Regions from separate parts of the Zea mays genome. Here region 2 is linked to region 1. Evidence: chromatin contacts called from public Hi-C data. All regions are on one chromosome and are shown on one strand. Each heading gives the region's core, a stretch centred on a gene start, on an enhancer-like site or on the middle of the called end of the contact. The rest is flanking DNA. Distances are from core to core; before and after follow the strand shown.

Region 1 (3,488 bases), core at 320-2,819:
GGGATGTTCCCATACAGGTTCCACCAAACTTGTGCACAGACCACATATCACCTTTTGGAAGATAAGTATTGACTTCATCTTGTTCAACTGAAACAGATGCTGCAAACAAAAGGCAGATATGTAAACAAAAGTGATAAATCTTTGATAGCTATAAGTTCAGGGTGAGGAAAGACTAGCATTTTCATGAAGAGTCAAGTTAATATTGGATTCTGCTAAGAATAAGACATTCAAACATTGGATGATGGAAGGTAGAACTACCAGCAGCTGGTCTGAGCAAATTTGTTGAGCGATGTATGTCCAAACTTCCTTGAGACGAACCTATCCTGAACCATAAATCAATAGAGAAAAAAGGAATATTAAGGTCTTTTTTGCAAGGCCATGCAAAGCAGAAATGGTAAAGGAGGACATGATCAATGAATAATTTATTAGTGGACAAGCACAACAGAACCCTCAGCCCAAAACACTACCTTAGGGATCCTCCCAGATATTGGTCTTGACTTAATTCGTACTTCCAACATTGTAAAACCGCTTCCCTGTAAATCAGCATAACATTGAAATAATCCATAAAATGGTTGAAAGGGTGGCAGATTATAATCGGATATGATGCAGTTTTCCTTTAAGGAATATAATATTAGATGGGGCAAACTCCTGTAAATCTTGCAAGGAAAAAAGAGTAACAGAAGAGTGCAGACTGTCAAATCCAACAACGTATGATGCAAGTTTTGTTCATCCATGCGCCCCATTTTTGTGGGAGGCTAACAGTAGAAGCAGATAATTCTAAATACATAGCTCATGGTTCATAACTTTCCATTTAAATGTCACGCAGATCAAATTCATCATGAATTTTCCATTTAGTATTTCCCTTGAGGGGCCAACCAAGGCCAACTCGAATAGCACCGAATGGCATCAAATTTCTGATACGCCAATGAAATGCATAAGAGAACTAGTATAGCAACGGGTGGTTGGATAGAAGGTACACAGAAACTGCAACTCAACGACGCTCCCAAGAGCCAGTTTACTAATCCCAACAAATCAGGAAGAGCAGTAACTCGTGATTGAGTTCAGCAGCACCAACAACAGGAGACCATATCCATCAGATTCTCAACATTGGAAGCCCCAAATTAGGCATGAAAAAACCCATCCCCACCCCCAAGGAAGAGGAAGCCGAAACCAACTGCAGCCACGACTCTCTCACTAGTATTCGCCGCCTGATACATTCGCCTCCTCTGGCGTTCGAAGTCCCCCAAGCGATCAGAAGCAAGGCCGCTACCATGACGGCTGAAACCCACTACACCAACTTGCAATGCGATCGCGAAATCTAGAGTGGGAGCCACTCCAACCACGCACGGCCTACTAGACTCACCGAAATAACCTGTTTGGAGGCGGCAAATGTGGGGGAGATGGCCGGTGAGCCTGTCCTTACCTGCTAGAAGAGGACGCGCGCGGCCGCCGCCGAGCTGTGGCCACGGCGGGAGGAAGCGCTCTTGCTACGGTTAGGCTCTGCATCTCGCTCGCCGAGAGCCGAGAGAGGAGAGGAACGGAATGCACGGTCGCAACGCAAGTTCGCAGCAGAAAGGGACGGCTAGATGCCAAAAACCCTTCTTTAACCCCCACAGGGCCGCTGCCTGCTGCGGCAGTGCGCCCAGCTTTTGACGTCGTCGATCGGCAAATTTGGTTTCTGTAGTTTCAATGCTCAATGCTGCCAAGCACGTGTCACATCGGTGTTTGAATATCTATGATAAGCATTATTAGTATAATGCTCGCAATAATATACAATCAGCCAAAAGATTTAAAAATGTATGAGTTGAAATGGAGTCTAACCTCATTTTTTATAACTCGTTTGGTTGCTCGTTCTTCTTCATCTATTCTAGTGGGGTAATACTATATGGGTGCACTGCGCTGCGTGTGGCTTCTTATCATATTGGGTTTCGATGGTTTCTCACGGCTCGTGGGGTAACAACCTACTTAGGGTTTATTCAGTTATTGGTGGATTAAGGGAGATTGGAGGTGATTAAATACTTCTCTATTCAGTTGTGAATAGAAAGTGATTTAATCCCTCTCAATCTCCTTGCAACTGAACATGGTCTAATGGGGTTTGGGTCGTTTTTACAGCCTATCTATGGGTAACGACTCATTAGTAAGGAAAATAGATCTATGCGCTTGACGGTGAAACGATTTTTAAAGCCTAATTCATTCATAACTAGCAAAAGTTTATTGTAGCATCGCATGAGTGAATCATGCAATAATTAGGTTCAATAGGTTTGTCTTATTGTTTAGTTCTCATCTGTATAATTAGTTTTGTAATTAGACTATATTTAGTTACTTCTGACTAGCATCCAAACATTCGATATCACATATACTAAACTTTAGCGCGGGAAAATTAACAGGGCCTTAAACTAGGTAACCGTGTATACAGAGTTTCATCCCTGTGAAAATCTACGATCTACTATGAAACTATCTATATATCTCTCATCTTAATTGCATTGTCATGTCACCAAATGTGATGATGTGTCACCGTATTTAATGAGTATGAAACTCCCATCGAGAATGTCCTAAGGTGTCGTTTGGATCTTTCATTTTAATAGAATTGGAATTTACTTAATAGAGTAGGTTATTTGGTTTAGAATTTAACATTTCAACACTTTCCAAAGTTTAGATTTAAGTCTATACCAAATTCATAGAATGAGCGGTAGAAATTGATTTTATGTATCGCTACTCTTTCCTTTTCTGCAATTTATAACACGCTCTTTACATCGCTCTCCTATATTAGAAATGGTGTACATAAATATCTTCCCTATATAGCTAATAGTAGTATACAAATATATTTGGTATAAAATTATATTAGTTTAATTGATCTATATCTAAATTATAATTATTAGAATAGAATTCAATTCCAAGGATCTAAACGAGATCTAAGGTTTATTTTGGTTTTGGGCCCTGTCTAGATTCTTATGGGTTTTAAGAGGATGTTTGGCATAGTTATGCTCTAGAACTGGTAGAGCACCTATATTCCGGAGTATAATTTGTTTTCTAGTGGCGGGTAAATACCTTCAGAGTCCATATTTATGTTTCCTTTTAAGAATTTTAAAGCAACAAAAAGATATTTTAAAAAAATTATACTCCATAAGGTTTACAACTCTGAAGTTAGGATGTTTTAGAATTTTGCTCGATAGTCATGTTAAACATCTCCGAAGGATTCCGATATAAAAAATCTCACAATCTTATATCCTCGTTGGTTTTACACGGAATAACTCATAGATTTCTAAAATATCAAAAACGAATAAAAATCATCTAAATTCTCAAAAGGAAATTTTGGCTAGATGGCACATAAAAAGAACATCATTATCAACGTTCGGAAAGATCGTACCTTCGGATGCTTCCAAGATACTTTTAAATATTCCAATAAAAGAAATTACTAGAGTCGGGCTATTGTCGGCCCCATGCTCCAAAGACCTCACGCTCTTTTTAGCTCTAGCCAAGGTTGACGC
Region 2 (3,488 bases), core at 350-2,849, 130 kb after region 1:
ATTTTTAACAACTCCAATAAAACGTTTTGGGAACACATCTTTAGTGTCCTTTTGGAGTTGCTCCTCTTGCTCCTAAATAAACGGGACAATTGTGGCAGTGTCCCATTTTAGAGTATAACCGTAGATTTATCTTTGATTTTTAGACTTTGCGTATTTACCTTTGTTTTTTTTTTCAAAACAAATTATTGTATACTCCTATTCCATTAGTTATACTTAACACTATTAATAAAAAGACAAGAAATATTGGACCAGTACCTCTATTTTAGAGTGTAATTGTAGTTTTGTCCTATTTTTATACTTCACATGTTTTTATGACAATTCAAATTAATTTCCAACATTTTAAATTATTTTGACAACAATTTAAAATATTTTACAATAATTTAAATTAGCTCCAAGATAAAAAGATTTTGATCAACAATTTAAAATATTTTTGACAAAATAATTTGAGTTCAAATTATTGGAAAATAATTTGAATTGTTGTCTAAAATATTTTTAAAATTATGAAAATATTTCAAATTACTGTAAAATAATTTGAATTATTGCAAAAATAATTTGGATTGTCATAAAACCATGAAAATCTAAAAATAGGGGGTAAAACTATAATTATATTTCAAATTAGAGGCAATGACGCAATTTTTTCTTGTCTATTTTATTAAGACATAACATTATTAAGTACAACTAATGGAGTAGGGACATACAATAGTTTTGTTTTGAAAAACAGGAGCAAATATGTAAAGTCTAAAAAATATGAGTAATTCTGCAGTTACATGTTAAAATAAGAGCACCAGGCGTAATTATCCCTAAATAAACCGCCATCATGGTTAATTTCTGATCGGCACATGTAGGGATGGCAACGGGGAATTATCCGTCGGGGAATAGCTCCTCATCCCCGTCTCCGCGATGAAAAAACTTCCCCGCGGGGGTCCCTCAAACATTTGCGGGTAACATTTTTTCCCCATCCCCATTCCCGCGGGGATAAATCCCCAACTGGAATCCCCATCCCTGTTTAAATTATAATCAAGACATACGTTCTTTGCTATTAATGTTAAACATTGTCACTTATACACATTGTCAGATATAAGAAATCATTATGCATACATCAAAATGAACACATTTGTACAATTAGTGGTCTCTTGACAAGGTAATTATTTATTTTTGTCGTTAACTAGTACACAAAATCATAGTCACATGCAAGTTTAACGGGTCCCCGCGGAGATCGGAGATGGGGATTGCTTCCTCGTCCCTATCCCTATTTACCCATTGGAGGATACATTTTTCCTGTTTATATCATCGCGAAGAAAGTTTTTTCTCTATTCACATCCTCTAATGGAGGAATTCCCCACGGGGATCGGACCCATTGCCATCGCGCATGATTGCATATCAGCCCCCACGTCGCCGTCCGACGCGTCCGTCGTCTCCGCCAGCTCGCCGGCGTTGCATTGCAGGGCTTGCTGGAGCGTGGAACAAATAGCCCATTTATTTAGTCCTTCATGGTTGGCCCAATTCGGCCCACAACCACACGCTCCCATTCCATGCCATCCGGTCCCTTGTGGCCTTCTCCTCGCCCGCTCGTTCCCACCACTCTGCTCTGCTCTCCTCACTAGTCTGCTCTCCCCAAACCCCACAGAACCCTACCGTCCCCGCCGCGCCGCCATGGCCGCCGCCGGCCGGCCGTGGCGCGTGATACCGCGTCCTCTACTGGAGACCGTACTTCACAACTATGCGCTCCACCCGCGCGTGCCACAGCCGCTCCTTTTCCACGGGCCACGCGGCGTCGGCAAGTCCACGCTACTCCTCCACCGTCTCCTCCCGCGGTGGTCCGACCAGCCCCACGCCGTCGCATTCATCAACTTCCTCCACCCCTCGCCGAGTTCTCCCGCCGCAGCCCCGTGGTCCCTTCTCCCCGCCGACCCAGCGTCTCCCCACTCGCTGCACGACCTCCGCCTTCGCCTCGAGTCCGCGCTTGAGGGCCTCGCCCGCGCCGCCGTCCTCTGCGGTGCTGTGGGCTCTAAGGACGTGCTCGCCGCGCTCTCCCGCAACCACGGCGTCAGTACCGCGCTCTCCCGCCTCTTGATCCCCCCGGCCACACGCTCCTCGGCCACCTCTGTGCCAGCCCGCCGCTCTTCGTCGACCTCCGTTCCGGCGCTCTGGTCGAGGGCCGTGCTCGCCGCGGTGCACAGGGACGACACCGCGTTCTGCATTGGCGAGGGGGAGGCGACTAGCTGCTCCATGGAGGAGAAGGCATACATGCAGGAGGCAATGGCAGCCTTGCGAGTGGCTAAGGAGGTGCTTGGGATGCAGGAGGGGTGGAGGAAGGAGGCAATTAGGGAGATGAACAGAACTGGGCGATTCTCGCGCTCATTGGCCAATTCGGCTACTGACTGGCCGTGCCTGTTGCTGGATGTTCTGTCACGTGCGGCAGAGGAGGAATTCTTCCAGGTAGATCTGATGTTATTTCAGTTGGGTTTGTGGTGGCTTTGTGGCAGGGTTAGTGTAACTTGACATTATTGTCTTGATGCTGCTGTCGTTTTTGTACAGCCAAAGCTGATCCTGAACAATGTGGATGTGTTGAGGAAGGCAATTTGTGAGGATGAGACGATGGTGCCTGCAGCGATGTACCATGATAGCTTCATTTGGAGGGTGATTGCACTTGGCGCCAATGAAAAGTGCTTGCCAGTTATTATGTCGACTTCAGATGGGTGAGTTCTCGTACTCCTTTTCTTGCATTGTGCATGTTCTGTTGGTCATTTCTAGTGTTTCTAAGAGCCTATAGGCAATAGAACTTGAGTTTAGAGCATAATCATGTTCACATGTGAGGTACAAGCAGAAAGCATGACTGTTTGAGAAAAGTAATCTGGTGGAAACATAGAGATTGGAAGGGCAAAAGATTTGCAACAGGATTATTGTTTAGTTAACTTTGAATTTTTGACCTTCTGTGGTTTTCTTTGGGAACATAAACTTGCTGTAGAGATGCCTTGTTTTCTTATTAAAGTGCGAGTAAATCTATTATAGGTTTGACTAAATGAGTTTATGAAAATCATGCCTACACATCTTGTGTAGTGTTAGGATCTTGCCAATTTATCATACACAATTAGGAAAGGTTCAAAAAAGTGCTTAAGCACAATTAACCGTGATTAAGCGTTTTTTTTGCATATAATGTAAAAAATCCAATTATATATCTAAAAGATGGGTTGGTCTTACAACAATAATTCCTTGCCTCTTGTCCTCTTCCTTTCTCCACAACAGTTGAACCTGCACCAAAAACAGCAAAGCAATGAGTTTCTTATTTGAGTCTTAATAAAATAGATAAAAAAGTATTAAGCAAGTAAATCTTACATCCACTTGGAAGCCTCCTCCATCAATGTTTGTTGCAGCCTTGCAGGTCCATCTCTAGCTCCACCAGAATCTTCATCCTCCATTTCTTCAGCTGTATTTGTTCCACATACACCCTGGCCCAAGGATGGCACTGCAAGTTGGGCTGGCCAACT

The links. Hi-C and Micro-C count contacts between places; a contact is called where the count stands out from the background.
Region 2: a Hi-C map of tassel shows a contact between it and region 1, with 5 times the contacts expected there. The contact joins the promoter of LOC100381764 here to the promoter of LOC100280067 in region 1. A contact is called at or near these places in 15 of 25 Hi-C or Micro-C datasets (ear, endosperm, leaf and 5 more).

What each region holds. Positions count from the first base shown.
Region 1 is chr7:84,472,924-84,476,411 of Zm-B73-REFERENCE-NAM-5.0, forward strand. It overlaps LOC100280067, which reads right to left and starts at 1,570. Exons shown (of 19, transcript NM_001361016.1): 1 at 1,424-1,570; 2 at 468-533; 3 at 259-323; 4 at 1-99. The coding sequence starts at 1,506.
Region 2 is chr7:84,603,526-84,607,013 of Zm-B73-REFERENCE-NAM-5.0, forward strand. LOC100381764 reads left to right here and starts at 1,600. Exons shown (of 12, transcript NM_001361313.1): 1 at 1,600-2,439; 2 at 2,539-2,699. The coding sequence starts at 1,654.